Regions from separate parts of the Mus musculus genome. Here all the other regions are linked to region 3. A link is a contact called in public HiChIP or PLAC-seq data. All regions are on one chromosome and are shown on one strand. Each heading gives the region's core, a stretch centred on a gene start, on an enhancer-like site or on the middle of the called end of the contact. The rest is flanking DNA. Distances are from core to core; before and after follow the strand shown. Region 1 holds the start of Iqsec1 (IQ motif and Sec7 domain 1). Region 2 overlaps Wnt7a (wingless-type MMTV integration site family, member 7A). Region 3 overlaps Nup210 (nucleoporin 210). Region 4 overlaps Iqsec1 (IQ motif and Sec7 domain 1).

Region 1 (4,350 bases), core at 1,620-4,119, 270 kb before region 3:
AGGATTGTAGGCCTTGTGATTTCTCCACTCAGTTACTATATGTGTTGTTTTCATTGTTATCTTTATCCCATCACCAGGGCACCTCCATAGCAGACTGAGGACCCACCTCTCTCAGGGATACATTTAACTTTCAGAGTGACTCACAGTAGAACACCCAGGGGGCAAAAGGAATGAACTGAGGATGAGTGGGGAGGTGGAACAGGGTATACAGTGAGCCTATTTGGGGGGGGGGGGTAACCACTAGGCCAAGAGACACCTTGATCCGGTGACACATGGCTGCTCAGGTCTGGGATGGAGCATATGGGGGAGCGTGGGGGAAGGACAGAATTGCTAAAGGCACAGCAGCAAATAGCTGCAGGAGCCCAGTTGAGTTCCTTCCTCTCTGTACCTCAGCTTCATGCTCTGCATAAAGGGATTGATCATACTATATTTGCAGCAGTCAAGGGAGGCAGAACCAAGCCACAGGATATGAGAAAACACGTGACTAGCCAAGACTGCTCTGAGCTGACAGCCATCAGCCCCCTTCCACACGGCTGGCCTGGAGAATCAGAAGTCTAGAGCAGTAGTTACTGAGAGATCCCTTGGCTGGGCTGAGCCCTGCCCTGGTCAAGTGAACTATGATAGAGAACAAACATAGGCTGCTAACTGCTAGTAGGTAAATCAGCAAGGCCTGCTTGGCTCCAAACCCTCTGAGCTGTCTTCCAGACTTCCCCAGCCAATTTGATTGTGATGGTTGATACCAACAGAATACGGGAGGGGGGGGGGATAGCTCAGCCTACAGAGCCCCAAGAGTTAAGAGTAGAGAGACCTTCAAGGAAAGGAGGTGGGGGGACCATATAGGTGCTGCCAACAGGGCTGCCTAAGGCTGTGTTCAGATGTAAGCCTCTGGCCCTCGACAGGTTGAATGAACCTTGGAAGCATAAAGGACTCTAAGCAGCGCTCCTGGCAAGATGTTTTCCATGAAAAGTCCAACATCTAGGCCAGTGCACACCAGGTTTTCAGAGGTGATTTGTCCAGTCTCCGTTTCCCCATTTTAAAATGGGGGCAGGGGTTGTCTTCATTCCTGTCCAGGCAAAATCTTTCAGAAGGTGTTCCCTAGCTTTGGAAACAGGCCCAGGGGCCAGCTGCTCTCTGTGAGAACTGTCACATTTCATGCTAATGACATCTTCCCTCCACAGCAACTTGCAGTGGCCTCTGCAAGTTGTCAGTTTTTTTTTTTGACACTAAAGGCTCCTGTGCCATTGAAGGAGTGGCAGGAGGAAGGAGGCTGCTGCCAGGAAAGTACCTTCCCCGAAGGTGAGAAGGTGAGATGAAGTTCCATGCTAGGAAGAGCGCTACTATTTCTGGTCTTGCCACGGAGAGCAAGGACCCTGTGTGGTCCCCTCAAACACCAAAGAACTCACAAGCTTTTCCAGAGCCTCCTGCAGGGGCCCAGCCTGATTATGCAGCTACAGGCAAGGTTTACTTTCCTTCAGGCTCATTAGCATGGGATCCGCCCCTCTCAGGAGGGGAGGAGGCAAGGCCTAAGGAGGGCTCAGAGGGCCCTTGATGGGGCTTGGGGGCCTCTTGGAGTTCAAAGCCAGTCTGAAGAGAGTTTGAATTTCCCAGATGACCTCCTAAAAACTGTTGCAAGCCTCCTCTCCTAGTCCTGGTGGCTGATCCCAATTCAAGAACGTCATGCCTTGCTTTTAAACCTTGAAAGGTCCAAGATTACCAAACTGTCTCTATCAGCTTCCAAGCACTGAGCAGGTAGTACTAGGGCAGACTGAGACCAGACCCAAGTCTCATTCAGTCCCCAGGGCCTAGAGTGCCCACATAGGGCAAAGGTTTCTCTTCCCAGAACAGCACCAGCAGAGCCCCCAGAGAGCCTAGAAGGAAGCTGGCATTTGAATCCCACTGCCCCCTGGGAAGCCTGGCTTCACTAAGCACAGCTTTGCTTCCATAAATACCCAGTCCCGTGATGTCACCACCCTAAGCCCGACTTTCACCACCTCCGCTGCTGGCATCAGGCCCAGCAGACGGGTGCTCAGTACCGGCACATTACACCTGTGCTTGACAGCTGGACACTGCTGCCACCTTCACCTGTCTATGGAGAAGGCCATCTCCTGCCACTATCTCAGCCTGCTGCTGGCCTTCCACCTGGCTTGGGTGCAAGCCATGGGCTTGCTGAGTATCAAAGCTTTCCCTAAATAGGTCTGTCAAGGGCACTGACAAAAGCCTAGACCACGGCCATGAGTCTGGGACCCTCATTTGTGGATGTGGATTAGGAGGAGGGTGCCTGCTTCAGTAGGGGACTTTCACAGCTCAAGGAAGACTTGCTGACTAAGATTCTTTTCCCCCTCATCATCAACAACACTGCCTTTGCCGCAGGGGTACAAACATTGGACGAAAGCTTGCTCCCCCTGGACGCCACCTGCAGAGCAGCCACCCCACCTCCACCAAGCCCCTCACTTCAACATGAGTAGTGGTCCTTTCTGCCTCAGGCTTTAGGATAAACTTGTCTTGCATACTCACAAATAGCGTCTTCGGCAAGCCATCCTGCCCAAGTCTGATTTCCTTCTCTCTCCTGCCTGGGCTGAGGAGGCTCAAGGTGGTTCAGAGGAGGAACAGGATGCTCAAGCGAGGTGGAAAGGAAGAAAATGAAAGCCAAGGGCAGTCACTTTCCCAGGACTGGCAGGTTCATCTAGATATGCTGGATGTAATGTGGCAGGGGGCTCCAAACAGGTCCTCCTACGCAGGGTTTACACTGTGCCCAGAAGCCTGGGAAGACGTCGAGTCACCATGGTCGCCAGGTTGGGCGGGGGCGTCTGCCTCGCTGCTACCTGGGACTTCCTTGGGAATTTTCCCTCCCGCACATCCGGGGTGGCAGTGCGCTGGGATGAGGAGGGGAGGGCTGGAGGAGGGGGGTGTCTGTGCCGGTTTGCTCTCGCAGCATCCGGAGGAGGGACAGGAGTGCAGGAGCGCCCCCTCCTTCCAGGAGCAACGTAGTGCGGCCTCGCTGGACCAATCGCCAAAGTGCTCGTTGCCATGGCAACTGCAGCATCAAACAGGGCCGCCCTGTGGGTGCGGCTGCAAAACCAAGAGCCCTGGCGCTGAGACCAATGAGGTGGCTCCTTCTGGCCCTCACTGGAAACCTGGAAATCTGTTGCTAAAATGCACTCGCAGCCCGAAGAATGTAATGATGGCATTGCTTTCCAGGGCAGCTTTCCCGTCCCTGGCATGGAAACATAGGAGCCACTAAACTAAGAACTCAGGAGATCTTGTGTCCTGGAGTTAGGGGCCATGAGACTTCAGCAAGCAGAGTGTCTCCTGGGAATTTCAGATGTGATACTGTAAAATGGGATCATGACAGTTGTGTAACTGGTTCAGGAGGGCTGACCACATACAGTAACTGACATAGCTTGTTATGCACACATCAAATCCTGAGGAGGCACGAGGGTGGGGGGGTGGGGTAGGTGGAGGGGGTCCTCATTCATTTAGGACTAACAGACACAGGGTGGCCCAGCCAGCACTTTGGCCTGAGTCTTCACTTGCAAAGCTGCCTCCAGGGAAGGTAGTGAGAGTGTGAACCCTCTGGATGAGGGTGGCAGTTGCCAGGCTATTTTCTTTGTTCCATTCTTTTAGCTTCTCAGACCCACTGAAGTTGGGGGAAGAGGGAGGCTTCACTCTTGAGTTCTGTTCTTTTATTACAGAGAAAATGGATCTCAGAGGCAATGAAAAACTTATGGAAGGTTACACAGCAAAGAGGGACAGAGGCCAGATGAGGAGGAACTCATTCATCTGGCGAAGTGTCCTTGTATGCAGCGTAGAAACTGCTGAAGCAGCTGGGTAGCCAAAATACAGGGGGCTCTAGGAATGGCCAGTCTTTCCATGAGAGCCCCCCTCCCCAGAAGAATGCTGTCATAGGAATAATTCAGATTTATGTAGGCTTAGCACATGGTAAACTGGTCCACTCTCTCTCCTTGATTGAGTTGCTCTGTATTTTATCAAGATCAGGATACCACCACAGCATCAGAAGAGGTCCTTCCAGAAATGTGTGTCATTAACCACAGCTGCTCATAAAGGCACCCTGGGGGGGTGTGGGTACTAACACCCCCACCTGTGTGCTTGTGCTTTCAAACTTCTTAAAGAGGAGCTGCTTTTCCCACTCTCATATCACAGACGAGTAAACTGAAGCTGTGATTGAGAACTGTCCACCCTGTGTGCACTCTGCTCTAAAGGCCCCATCCTGGGCTGCTTCTTGTCCTCCTTTTGGACCCATGACATCCATTGTATGCCTGTCTCTTTTCTGGCTGCTCTTCCAGAGAGGCACACACATCTTGATCCTGCTGTATTTTAAAGAAGAGTGAG
Region 2 (4,268 bases), core at 1,594-4,093, 310 kb after region 3:
CAAGTGTGGGGATGTCTCACACACAGGTATGATGGTTGTTGGGTCTCTGGACAAGTGTGATGGAGCCTGTGCTCAGACATGGTGATATTTTACAGTACTAATGGACCTTGAGCTGCTTAATCATAAACAAAAGTTTGATTGAAGTGGAAATCCTTAGATTAAGTGTTTTTAAAATAGATTAAAACTTTAATTAATTGTAAAAACAGTAACTTGTAGGCTTAAAACAACGAGTTATAAAATAGATCATGGGCTTCAATGCTTAATTCTTTGAGTCAGGGCTTTGCTGTATATATCAGGGTGACTCAAACTCATACTCTCGCTGCCACAGCTCTCAGAGTCCTGGCTTACAGGCATCTGCCACCACACCAGGGATTTAAATGCAAAGCTTTTAGAATGAAAGCACCCAGGGACACAGGGTAGCAAAGGGTTCTCAGCTAACCCTGAAAGCACTTTCTCCCACAAGTTCAAGGCCAGCTGACCTACAGTGAGGCCACACCAGCAGTAACAATGGGCCCACCCTTGTTCTATGAAGCCCTGATGAGGATAAAAGACAAGTTGTAGGCTGGAGAAAGACTCACAACCCATACACCTGGCAAAGCATGTGAATAGACAAATAAAAAGGTGTACAAACCAACAGTAAAAAAAAAAAAAAGTAATAAGTCCAAAAAGTGAGCCAGAGGACAGACAAACAGACACGATCCCACCCTGTGTCTGAGTATACCTGGGTACCAGGGTATACAGAGACACACAAGGAAAAAGGCTCACCCTATCAGACACTAGAGATGTGGTTAGAACCCTGGTGAGATAGGGCACACTCCCATCACAATGACAGAATAAGAACCTGTGTTATCAGCGAGTGTGGCGTGGATGGGAAGCCAGGTCACTCACAGACTGCTTATGGGAACAGAAGAGGGTGACAGCAATGCTGTAGATCAACCTGGGATGGATGTCTCCAGAAGGCCCATGTAGTAAAGGGCTGGTTCCCAAGAGAGAGTAGATATATGAGGGGGTGAGGCTATAGGAGGTTTTCAAGTCACTGAAGGTGCCATCAAAAGGGACAGTGGGATATGCTCCAGCCCGTCCCTGTCTGTCACCATTCAGACACGAAGCGTGCAGCTTGGCTCCATCACCCTGTTGTGATGAGCTGCTTCAGAACCAAAGCAGCAGGACCAACCCATTGCGGGCTAGACCCCTGAACCGAGAGCCAAAGCAGCCCTTTGCCTTCACAGCCCGGTGGTCTCAGCAGTTGAGATGCAAAGTGGACATCACCTGCACAGGATGTCTTAGGGCTTTATCATGAAGCTAATTCTCAGCAACAGTATGCTGGCACTCCTGGCATTTAGCACGGAGAACTACACTTACATCTGTAGAAAAAAATCTGTACACACACATTCACTGCAGCTTTATCTACAATGGCCCAAGCCTGCCAACAACCCAGTTGTCCTTCAGCAGGGGGATAGCTAAGCCAAGTGTGCTGCCTCCGAGCTGTGGACTGTTGCGTGGCTGCCGAGAGGAAAGAACTGTTGTAGCACACAGCAACTTGAATGAGTCTAGGCGATTACATCGAGCAAGAAGGGATTCTATAGGCTGCACACATCACCACTCGGTTTATGCAACCTTCTAACAGGACACAGTTATAAGCATAGGGAGTGGGTTAGTGGTGTGTGGCCCCGAGGAAGAGAGGGTGTCACGAGGTCCTCATGTTTCTGTATCTCTGTAGTATCAATGTCAGTGTCCCGGGGTGACAGCGTCCTACAGTTCTACAGGCTGTCACTGTGAGGGAGCTGGACTACAGATCCCTGGGGTCCCTGGGGGTCCTTGGGGTCTCGGTGTTCTTTCAACTGCATGTGAGTCCATAGTCAGCACAGCATAAGCTTGATTCAGAATACGCTAAACGGTTAAATTTGAATTTGACATAAACAAAGATGTTTAAGTAGGTGTCCCATAAAATATTTGGGACACACATAAATAAAACTGATTTCTTACTTATCTTGAAGCCAAATTTAACTGGGAATCTCAAGTTACACCTGGCATCCTACTCCACCCAGGGAAGAGCAGACACTTGCCATTCATCCATGCCCTCTCCACACCTTTCTTGAGCCCTACTGTGTGCCGGGTACCATTCTAGGCATAGGGGATTCAGCTGTCCTGACCCTCATGCTGCTGACCTTGTAGTGGGAGCTAATGAGCAATAAAGACTCAAAGGGCTGTGCAAAGAGAGTGTGCTCAAATGGTGGGAAGATAAAAGCAGCGTGGTACACTGAGGCTAGGTGGACACTGGGGAGAGAAGTCCTCCTGAGAAAAGGCTAAACTTCACCCTCATGGACAGCGTGTACAAAATCCCTGGGTGGGAGCATGATGGTTGTCTCAGGAGTTCAGGACTAGGGTTAATGAGCTGGAGAAGGCAAGACTCCTGAGAGGTTTGCATCTTTTCCTACCTGACATGTCAGACCTAGAAACGCTTCTGAAGCCCCAAACCCTCCTGGTCCTTTGAGCCCAGGATGCAGGCTTTTCCGAATTTTGAAGGTGAGCCCCACATCCACCCTAGATGTGGGGCAGGGCTTGCAAGCCCAGTAGCCTGAGGACTGCTGGCTGGCTTCCGGGAAGGTGGGGCCTGGCCTCTTGGGGGCCCTTGACATGCCACACTGTCCACTCTCTCTAGTCAAGTATGTAAGTGGCTTGGGCAGCCACTAAGTGGAGCTAGTCTTATCTGGGCCTCGCCCTCACTGCCTGGGGCTGGGTCCCTGTTGTCCCCCATATGCTGGCCGCCCTAGAGCCATGCCCAGAATAGAAAGCCAGCCCCCAGGAGCACCCAGACCAGACAGGGCAGGGCAGGAAGGGACAAGACCAACACCCCTTGTGAGCAAGAGGTGACTCCATGCTCAGGTGGAATTCCATCCCCCTTAGCTCACCTCCCTGAAGCTAGTCACATTCCAGCAGAGCTGGCCTATCCCGGGGGGGCCCTGTCCTCAGGCTGCCTGTCTGTCCAGTCTGGTCTCACTCCTCACTGTAGACAGGGGCTGCTGACAGCACGTCCTTCCTTAGGACCCTCCAGAGCACCTAGCACACTTTACCCTGCAGGTATAGCAAGGCCTCCACAGCCAACAGAAAGGTACAATGTCGTCCTGGGGACTTGGAGATACCGTCACCAAGCCAAGAGATAGCAGAAGCCACCTTAACATGAGGAACAGGGAATGTTTCCTATGCAGTCCAGTGGGGTCCCAGGTTGTCCCTGTTCTGAACACATTCCTGCCAGCCCCTCCCTCCCCAAAGCCCTCCTGCCCTCTGTTTTACCCCTACTTCCCTGAACCCACCCCCACCCCCCCAGAGGCCTAGTGTCCTAAGCAGTTCCTGCTCTTCTCTCCCTCCATGGTTCCTGGGCCTGCTCCAAGGTACCAGAACACTAGCCTTCACCACCCCCAACCTCCAGGAGAACCCCACTATGCTCTCTAAGACCTGTCTCCTCTGCCTAACCCAGTGAGGGGCACACCCCCGAGCTTAGCCCAAAGGCTGCTTATTATACTTCCCAAACTCCTGGGAGTCTACACCTGCTACCTCTAAGACCTTTCACCTCCCTCTACCAGGGAGGGAGAGGGACCCACCCAAAACTTACCCCATTAAGCTGCCTCTGACTACTCCTGACACATAAGGCTTGCATTTGACTCCAGCATTCTCAGCAACCTCACCACCTTTTACCAGCTTCAGACAGGGAGCCCCTACTACTCTTTTAGGATTTAACAACCCCCCTCCCCTCTTTTTTTTTTTAAGTTTTTTTATTGAGTGCAGGGCATTATGAATGCTGACATTGCACCTCTGAATCCCAGGCCTACTTATGCTGACTGCCTTCTTCCTGGGGTGCCCCTGCTTATCCATCAAGGCCCAGCTAAAGATGCCTCTCTTCTCTCAGCCATCTCTTGTAGGAAACTGCACTGCTGCTGTGTCAGAGCCACGGTTCTCCTACAACGCCAGACGTGTGGCCCTCATGCTAACTTGAGTACCTTGAGGACACGGACCATGGAGTAGTTAGTTCTCTCCCTGCCACCCAAGGGACAGGAAAGAGATCATTCAACAACACAAGGGTTACTATGACCATGCTCCAAATGTCTCTTTGCCTCCAGTGTCCTGTGACTTGAACCACCAACCAGAATGAGTGAGCTTAGTATTCTACCAACCTGAGTGGAGTGGCCTGTGACATCAGTCTAGAAATAATGTGCCCCCCCCCAAAAAAAAACAACAGGAGAGACTTCAGTTGCCAGTCATCTTCCCCA
Region 3 (4,540 bases), core at 565-3,064:
CTGGGTCCAACACTGAACATACCCAGAATCTGACCCTCAGCAGGTTTAAGCTCTGAGGCTGTGACAACCAGAATTCTGACTTCCCAGTAGGTCTGAGGCTCCAGTGGATCTAGTCTGAGGCCATAGCTCATTTAGACTCTGAGTCCTCAGCTGGTCTACCCATTGGCCAATATGAGTCTATCCCAAGGCCATACAAGTCCACTCAAGACCATGGCAGTGTAGACTCTAAGGCTGAAACACAAGTTACCTGTGGTGATACTGTGTCTCACCTGTACCCACAGAAGGTCTAAACTCTCAGGGATGACAGGTCTAAGTCTGAAGCTAGAACAGGTTTTGGATCCTAGGCTAAAGCTCCCGAGAGCTCTGGATAAGATGTATCTGGGTCTGGGCTCTGAGAGCACCTAGCTAGCCCTTTGTCTCCTCCACCCCACATCCCCCACACACAATGCAACACTAGCTACTTCTATTCCCACAAGGTTGTTTGCTTTCTCATCTCCATAGCTCCAACTAAGCTGTTAACTCTGCCAGGTGCCCTTCCCACCACAGAAAATCAGTCTGACACAGCACCTGCCTCCCATGAACCTCCCGAAGTCTTTCCTCTGCCCTGGTGTTTGCTCCTACCACACTGTTGCCACCTGTTTGTACCAACCTCTACTGTGGAGCTAAGTCTCACCCCAGGCCAATCAGGCAAAGGATGCTGCCGAGACACAAAGGGTCCTTGAGGCATACGGGGGTTGGTGCCTGTTAGCTGGGTGCTGCACCACCAGAGGTTCACAAGCTCCCTGACAAGAGGATCTTAATTAAGGGTACTGCTGCCCATCTGGCCACTGCTCTCCAGACTGAACTCTGGCTGTGAGCTCCTTAGGTGAGCTGCCTCAGACTAAAGAAAACACTACCATGGTGACTCCCATGACACACATGCCCCAAAGGTCTCCGCGCTGGCTATCATTGCAGCTCCCAGATCCACCTGGGCTTCAGGGTCATTTACTGCTACAGGTGGTTCCCTCCTCTCTCTGATGCCTCCTTCTTCCCTGCCAAGGTACTGCCAACTCTCACATCAACCTAAAGATGACCAGCTAGGCACAGGGTCCCCAACCTTGACAGGTGCAGAGCAGCACTCAGGTCTGCATGCTGCCAGGGCTGAGGACTGATGGCCGTGAGCATGGCGGAGGATGTGGTCAGTGTGAGAGCTACTGTACCTCTGCAGTTAGGTGGGTTTGCTTTTGCTGACAGGTCCAAGGGATTGACTATTCTCATATGAGCTAAGACATATACTGCTGAGCTGAATCTCAGGTCTTGCTTTTACTCTTTGATCTCTCAAATGATGGAATCACAGGCAATCAATGTGTAGGAAACCCCAGGGGGCCAGACTTACCTAGGTATCCGGCTTCAACCACATAGATGGTGCTGTTGGGGAGCCTAGAAGCTCCTTGCATACGGATACCTGAATTCTTAATTAAGGTATAAAACATAAGATACAAAGGGTAAAGCAGCCAGGGCTTTCTGCCTGATGCACACGGTTTGAGCATCACACAGATACCATATGAACTAAGAAGTGGGTGAGGAACCCCTAGATTAGGCCGAAGATCTACATCTTAGAGCGAAGATGTTGGTGAGTCAAGACCCTTACTGTACCATCTGCCCTACAAAGCCGAGTCTCTGCAAGGGACACCAGGGACCCCAGGGCATACAATCCATCTTGGGTTTTCAACAACCTATGTGCCAGTGTTCGCACAGTACTCACACAGCTTCTGCCAGGCCCCCTCTGAGGGGAGGGACTGTGGTTCCTGGGAAGCTTCCAGAGGCCTGGAGTGACGTATGCCTCCGCCAGACTCCTGGCTCTGGGAGTCTCTGTGAGTCATCTACAGAGGTGAGCAATTCCACTCAGCGGGTTGCTATTTAGGCTCTTTCTGATTTTCAGACAGATGGGGAAACAGTGCTATTTTTAGTCCTGGCTGGCTTTAAGGGAGAAAAACAACTTGGCTTCAAAGCAGTCAGCACGACACGGTGCCAGAGCGGAGGATATTCCTGTGGCCCAGGACCAGGTTGCTCTGTCCCATCTGCATGGCAGTGACTCTTGATGTGTCCTGTGTCAGGATGGCCACAGGACGGGCGGGGTCTCCCTGAGGATCTGGGATGCTGTTCTGGAGCTGCAGCTCATATTGATCAGAAGGCATTGAGAGTTCTGTATGAGAAAGAGATGAGAAAAGCAGGTAAGATGAAAGTGTGAAATGCTGCACACCAAGACGGCCGTCTCCAGCCCTGACTCTTGGGACCTGCTGTCAAGACAGCAGCTTGAAGAATGCTAGCAGTGGTGAACACCTGACCATCCCCCTCCCCCCCGAAGTGAGCAAGCTCTTCTCTACATCTGGGCCCAGTGGGGTTCTCACTGTATTACCAAAAAAGTTGGACCTGATGGTCTTCTATGGGTTTTTGGATGCTCAGCTTACCATCGCAAAGAATGATTCTAATCCTGACCACTCTCTGTGCTCCCCCCTCGGTCTAAATTTGTGTAAAAATGACTTTCCCAACAAGAGCCCAGGTCACAGAACAATTCCCAGGAAATCACAGGTTCTGGGAAACCCACCATCTTCACTCTCTGGGCAGAGAACACAGTACTTTTGTTTGAAGACACCTGCTGGATAGGAGTTCAATTTCCCAGAAAGGAAAAGCGACACCAGACTCTGCGGTGAAAGAGCTCTGGTCTTGCTTAGGCATCTCATGACCAATTTCCCTCATCTCATCTCTCAACAACCCTAGGAACAAGGACTACTGGCATCCCCACTTTAGAGAGGGCTGAGCAAGTCAGGTGAGAAGCTAGCTCATGGTCTGCTATGACTTCCACTGCTTTAAGAACCTAAACTTCATATGCTAGAAAACATGTCACGGATGGGTCAGTGTGTAAAGCACTTGCTGGGTAAGGATGAGGATGTTCAAAGGTGTCCAAAGGGTGTTCAAAACCCAGCACCAACACAAAGCAGTAGCATGTGTTTGCAATCCCAGCATTCCTATGGCATGATGGAAGACAGGAGAATCCCCAGAGGCTTCCATGTCAGCTGGCCTGAGGCTGCTCTCAGACCAGTGGCAGGCATACCCCCATGCTCACATACCCCCATGCTCACGTACCGCGACAGAGAGCACGGGAAGACTGATGATTGGGGGCTGGAGAGGTGGCTTAGGGAATAAGAGTGCAGAGGACCTGAGTTCAATATTCAGCACACATTTAGGCAACTCACAACTCCAGCTCAGAGGAACTGATGCCTAAGCCACTGCAGGCGCCTGCACCCCCATGCACATATTCACAAAGAGATACAGAATTTTAAAAACGTAATTTTTGAAAAGATTGAGAAATTAAAAACAAAGCAATGTGGCCTAGGGGAAAGTGGTTAGGTCACTAGGGCACGGCCCTGAAAGGAATGAAAGCAGGTCTAGAACTCCAGTACTAGAAACTGCGGGTTGTTATAAAAGAGCAGGCCTGGCTCGTGAACTCGGCTTCCTCTCTTACCTCCTGCTGCACATGATGCCACATCAGGATCCACCTGCCCTGAGGAAAAGCAGCCAAGGGAGCTGCAAACAAAAGGCAGAGCTGAGACACAGCTGGTGCTCTTGGATCTCTAGAATGTGTCACATCAAGGAGCAGCTCTGAGTATTTCCTCTAACATAGAACATAGACTACAATACAGTTTTATAGCTAGTTAGGAGCAGACCAGCACCCTGCCCCCAAGCATGTCCTAACCCTAACAAGTAGAGCCAGCCCTAGAGACAGGCAACATGGGATACAAATAGGAAAGCCACAGGCACAAGGCTGCCCAAATCCACTGGAGCTCAGCCACACCATCACCACATGTATGGGATGCTGGAGCTAAACTACAGGACTAAGTGTTGGCACTATTGGGTTTGGACTTTTTCAGATCCACTTCCTTTCTGTGTGCCCATTCTTGCGTTTTGGGATAGAAAAGGTCAATTGAGGACTGTTTTAGCTAGGGTTTCTATTGCTGTGATAAACACCATGACCAAAAGCAACTAGGAGAGGAAAGGGTTTATTTCAACTTACAGCTTTAAACTTTTCTTTTAATTTATGTGTCTGGGTGTTGTGTCTGCATGTGTATCAGTGCACTAGTGCAGTGCCTGGTGTCCATGAAGGCCAGAAGAGGTAGTCAGATTGCCTGGAAATGGAGTTACAGATGGTCGTGAGCCACCATATAGGTAACTGGAAATCAAACCTGGGTCCTCTGAAAAAGCAGTCAGTGCCTTTAACTACTAAGCCATTTCTCCAGTCTGCTAACTTATAGCTTACAGTCCATTATAAGAAAGTCATGGCAGGAACTCAAGGCAGGAACATGGAGGCTGGAACTGAACAGAAAGCATGGAGAAATGCTGCCTGCTGGCTTGCTTCTCATGGCTTGCGCAGCCTGCCTTTTTATACCACCCAGGACCACCTGCTCAGGAATAGCTCTGTCCACAGGGCTGGGCCTTCCCAAATAATCATTAATCAAGAAAATGCTCTATAGACTTGCCTACAGACCAGTCTGGTGGCATT
Region 4 (4,358 bases), core at 699-3,198, 330 kb before region 3:
AGCAACCACAAACTGCTCCATACTCCTATGTTGAAACCCTAAGCACTAAGCCCAGGGTGTATCTCAATGGCAGAGCACTTACTGGGCATGCCCATGACTCCAGTACCACAAAAAGTACCCCCCCCAACACACGTTGGGGAGGAGAATCATAGGGTACATTCCACCCTATTTCACCTTCCCTCACCCAGAAGCAAAGGATTCCTTTATGGACTGTCTTCCAGCCCCAAGGCGTTCCACTCTCTGCCTGTTGTCGTTCCCCTCCCCATCCTAATCCTAGCCACCGTGGGTTCCACTTCACACTCCTAAGCAAGACTCTCAGTTTTGGTCCGGTGGATGGTTTCCACCTGCCTCCTTGACCTGTGGCTGATGTTCTGGGAACTCACCCCAGGACCTAGCTCTACAAGTCCTTTTATGGCAGAGATTCTTCTTTCCTCTCAAGAGTTGAGGTGCAGTAAGGGATCCAAGAGGCTCTGCTAAAAGATACTATCTCTGGCCATGTTTGTTGGGCTGCCTCTTGCCTTCTAATCTATCTGGCCTCCCTGGGAGACCAGCAGAAACTGGCAGATCCCCTAACCCACAGACCCCACATCACAGACCACTGCTATTTCAAGCCATAGCACCATACAGCTTGTTACATAGCAACAGTTAGCACTTGAGAATTCACCACTGACTTCCTGTGGTGCCTATACCAGGGTACCTGTTTGTAGAGCTGAGACCCTGAAGCATGGGCTCTGCTTTGGGCCAAGAGCAGTCTCCACAATCCCAGGGAACTCAAAAGTTTTCAAATAAACCATAGACCCACATGGTCAGAGGGAGGGAACTGGGGAAGATGCTGGGATTGTTCTCTGAGTCTAGCTCCAGCCGACATACAGATGAATTTCTGATGGGCAGTAGCCTCATGGCCAACTTTTCCTGGAGCCTTCCAAGTAAATGACACAGTGTGTGTCCTAATGGGAATCTTTGTCCATCTCAAAGAAATGAAGAAACAGAAATGAAGAGGCTGGAGACCCTGCCTACAGTCACTCTTCCAAAGATTTGTCTTCCTCTGGTCTTCCCTGAAATGGTAGATACCCTTCCAGTTCACAGCTGTGTGCATGAGAAGAGGCTAGAAGAGGTGAGGGATATGAGGGTGTGTCATCATACCCATATTTCTGACTTACTGAGCTTGCAGGGGACACTGACCACTCTGAAGAAGGCTGGGAGCTGCTAGCAAAGGGCCATCTTCCAGGCAGACCAGATGGATAGCAGCTCTGGGTCTGGTAGGGACTAGCTCTCAGATGATCTTGCAGATGAGGGAGAGGTAAGGCTATCAGCTGCAGCCAGAAGGAAGGCATGGAAACAATGAGCTCAGCTTGATATGAAATACTGAAGTCTCTTTTAAGTCAGTGTTTGGGATACACACCCTCAACCTCAAAGGAAAGGTAAGTTCTGGATTCCAATTCTGATGCTGCTACTTCCCAGAATTCAGAAAAGAATTCTGGCAACACACCTGGCTGCCTCAGTTTCCCCAGCTGCAAAACAAAGTTAAAGCCAGTACTGGCAGTGTGGGCCTAGAGTCCAGCCACTTGAGAACTGAAGAATCACCAAGCCCAAGACTAGACTGGGCTATAGAAAGTATTCGAGGCCAGTCTGAATAAGTTAGTGAGATCCTGTCTCAAAAAGCAAAAAGAGATAGCTGAGCATGGTGCTCAGTGGTAGAGCACTAACCTATGATACATGAGGCCCTCAATTTAATCCCCACTGCTGAAAAGACAAAACCAAAACCAAAACCAAAACCAGATGCCAATAAAGAGATGAGATTTGCACCCATGCTTTCAGGATTTGTCGTGAGAAATCAATGAGGCAATTTTTTGCAGCTTGGCCTCAAACCCAAAGTAATTTTCCTCCCTCAACTTCCAAAGCATTTGGTGAGTCATCAACGCCCGAGACTCCAGTGAAGCTGTGGCTGGACTAGTCCTTATACAGATGAGAGCTAGATGCACATCCAACAGTCCTTGATAGCTCTGGCCTGTCCTAGCTATGGACAAGGCTAAGAGAAAAGCATGGCTTGAGCCCAGAAAAGAAGGTAGAGGAAAATGGAGACAGGAAGAGAAGAGAAAAGAGCCAGGCCTGGTAGTACAGGGAGGACAAAAGGAACGACAGGAATGTGAGGTCATGTGGCCAGTGGTAGTGCTTACCTACCATGCCTAGGGCCCTGGGTTCTACTTTCAGCACTGTAAAAAATAAAAATAAAAATAAAAATAAAATATGAAAACAAAACCCAATTCCAGGTTTTCCACATTCTTTCTAGAGGCCCCTTAACCCTGCCCTGCCCTGCCCCTACCCTTCACTTCTCCCTAGTGACCCAGTGGGTGGAGTTCACCCTTATCTCTGCCATGTCTCTGAAAGCAGATGAAGCAACAGGATTAAAGCTGAGGCTGAGCTGACCCGCCTCTCTGTGTTCTGGGTCCCACCCCTTACCTCATCCCTTTGGCCTGGAGCTTATCATGTTCTGCTTGTTTTAAGTACCCAGCTTGCCCCACTCCCCCTCAAACACTCTCACAGGACCTCTATCTAACATGATGTTTCTCAACCTAATGCTGAGACCGTTTCATACAGTTCCTCATGTTGTGGTAACTCCAACTATAAAACAATTTTCATTGCTACTTCATAATTATAATTTTGATACTGTTATGAATCATCATGTAAATATCTGTGTTTTCTGATGATCTTAGGTGACCCCTATAAAAGGATCATTCAACCCTCAAGGGGTCCTGACACATGTTGAAAAACTCTGCTTTACGTGATGACTGAACGAGTCTGATCTCCACTACCCCCCCAACCTCTCCCCACCCTCCCCAGTACAGCTCTTTGCTGTCCCCTTCACCTTTAGTCTGGGACTCCAGGGCCAGCCAGGTTACCTCCCTATCACTGTAGCTAGAGTGTGGTCCTCTTCCAGTCTGTGCTGAGGGAACAAGGTGAGCACTATCCAACAGTGGAGTGGCTCCAGATTCTGTGCCCAACCAGACACCCTCCTTTTTGGGGATACTGCTGGAAGTTCCCAGTCCCTCTGTCCTTAGAACCCGAATCCCCAGCTGGTCCTTCATCCAGTGGCTTCCTTGATCTTGGACTCAGGTCCCCTGTGACCACCCAAGAAGTCATTCAAAACCACACAGCCACATTTCACTCTGTGGTCCATTTCCTGAGCCCCAGATATTCCAAGAGGAAGGCGTTCCACTACCCTTGCCCCCTCCACCACCACCACCTCTACTCTGGGCCAAACACACAGAGGGCACTTAGGAGATATTCGCTAGGTACACTGTTGGCCAGATAACAACTCACTCAGCTGAGCTCATGGAACAGGAAGGTGGTGGTGAGGAAGATGCTTAGGTACCCACCCTGACAGGCAGGCAAATCCATCTGGGCCAGGCATTGGTTAACTTTTCTCACCTATGCCAGGATGGTTATTAAGCCATTTTTTTTTCCAGATAAGTTAACCAAGGTCACTCAATTTGCTCGGAGCAGAAGAGAATCTGGGGCCAGCTTTCTAGGATCTACGCTATCTCCCATTCTGAAGCACGGAGGGTGTGACCCTTGGAGTCTACCACCCAAAGAGAGAAATTCCAAGTGCTTAAAGGCCCAGGCACTGGGCCAGAGTCTTTCCATGAGCCTCCTTTTCTGCTCTGGAAAGAAACCACAGTTCAGTTTTGCAAATGCTAACCTTAGATCCAGAGTAGTTCAGTGACTTTGTAGATTGCATAGTGAGGCAGTAGACCACAGAGCAGTAGACGTCCTACCAACAGCCTTTCCTGTGTGATGACAGGAGAATGAAGCACACTGAGGTTATTGCCTCAGTTTCCCCTTGTGTACTGGGGTATGGGTGGGGTGACCACTGACAGGACATGAGGTGATTAGGGAGGCAGGCCTCTCCCCGCTCCACACAGGGGCTGATAGGGGAAGTGAGTGAGTAGCTGTTTCCCCATCTCCTCAGCCCCACCCCGCCACAGCACCTGCTGGGTAGCACCTCTCTGGAAATAGTCTTCCAACCCTGGGAAACTCCCCCTGAAATGCCCCCAGTGTCATAACCCAGTGTTGCTGCAGCTTCTAAGTTGGAAGCCTCAACCAGGCATCTTTTTCCAAGATTGCCACAAGGTCCAAATGTCCACACAGCCTGTAGCTACAGATACTGCTGGTTAGATATAAAACCTTTTATGTCCTCAAGGAGACAGTGAGTGAAGCTGAAAAGCTTGAAACTACAGTAGCAGAATAGGATCCCTGAATTAAGACATCAACATTAACCTAGGAATTAAGTCAGCTTGCGGAGGAAGACTTTAAGTCTTTATTTGGGCTTCACAACAGTACCTATAGGTAGAAAAGAC

What was found. HiChIP or PLAC-seq counts read pairs in DNA pulled down with a chosen protein or histone mark.
Region 1: a contact with region 3 is called in an H3K27ac HiChIP or PLAC-seq map of SST interneurons, with 3 times the contacts expected there. The contact joins the promoter of Iqsec1 here to the enhancer-like site in region 3. A contact is called at or near these places in 2 of 39 promoter capture datasets (cranial neural crest and hippocampal neurons), 1 of 15 datasets of contacts at CTCF or cohesin (stem cell-derived epiblast-like cells), 41 of 484 Hi-C or Micro-C datasets (the AML12 cell line, CD4 T cells, the G1E-ER4 cell line and 29 more), 11 of 115 datasets of contacts at active chromatin or transcription factors (the NIH/3T3 cell line, SST interneurons, astrocytes and 8 more) and 2 of 9 other capture datasets (embryonic stem cells and liver).
Region 2: a FOXA1 HiChIP or PLAC-seq map of pancreatic cancer cells shows a contact between it and region 3. The contact joins two enhancer-like sites. A contact is called at or near these places in 1 of 15 datasets of contacts at CTCF or cohesin (the NIH/3T3 cell line) and 2 of 115 datasets of contacts at active chromatin or transcription factors (astrocytes and pancreatic cancer cells).
Region 4: a contact with region 3 is called in an HNF4G HiChIP or PLAC-seq map of pancreatic cancer cells. The contact joins two enhancer-like sites. A contact is called at or near these places in 1 of 15 datasets of contacts at CTCF or cohesin (the NIH/3T3 cell line), 4 of 115 datasets of contacts at active chromatin or transcription factors (acute myeloid leukemia, astrocytes, embryonic stem cells and 1 more) and 2 of 9 other capture datasets (adipose tissue and pancreatic islet).

What each region holds. Positions count from the first base shown.
Region 1 is chr6:90,807,254-90,811,603 of GRCm38.p6, forward strand. It overlaps Iqsec1 (IQ motif and Sec7 domain 1), which reads right to left and starts at 2,870. Exons shown (of 14, transcript NM_001134384.1): 1 at 2,515-2,870. The coding sequence starts at 2,537.
Region 2 is chr6:91,386,583-91,390,850 of GRCm38.p6, forward strand. The region is part of intron 3 of Wnt7a (wingless-type MMTV integration site family, member 7A); the gene reads right to left. Among named protein-coding and RNA genes, the nearest start is that of Gm30437, 23 kb to the right of the region's middle. Within about 2 kb of position 2,844, at least 16 of the 459 cell types and tissues checked have an H3K27ac peak or open chromatin away from gene starts, as enhancers often do. A contact at or near this core is called in pancreatic cancer cells, where this site is marked.
Region 3 is chr6:91,074,532-91,079,071 of GRCm38.p6, forward strand. Nup210 (nucleoporin 210) reads right to left here. Exons shown (of 40, transcript NM_018815.2): 7 at 2,027-2,185; 8 at 1,376-1,444. Among named protein-coding and RNA genes, the nearest start is that of Nup210, 40 kb to the right of the region's middle. Within about 2 kb of position 1,815, at least 99 of the 459 cell types and tissues checked have an H3K27ac peak or open chromatin away from gene starts, as enhancers often do. A contact at or near this core is called in the HL-1 cell line, SST interneurons, adipose-derived mesenchymal stem cells and 11 more, where this site is marked.
Region 4 is chr6:90,747,858-90,752,215 of GRCm38.p6, forward strand. The region is part of intron 1 of Iqsec1 (IQ motif and Sec7 domain 1); the gene reads right to left. Among named protein-coding and RNA genes, the nearest start is that of Iqsec1, 60 kb to the right of the region's middle. Within about 2 kb of position 1,949, at least 76 of the 459 cell types and tissues checked have an H3K27ac peak or open chromatin away from gene starts, as enhancers often do. A contact at or near this core is called in pancreatic cancer cells, where this site is marked.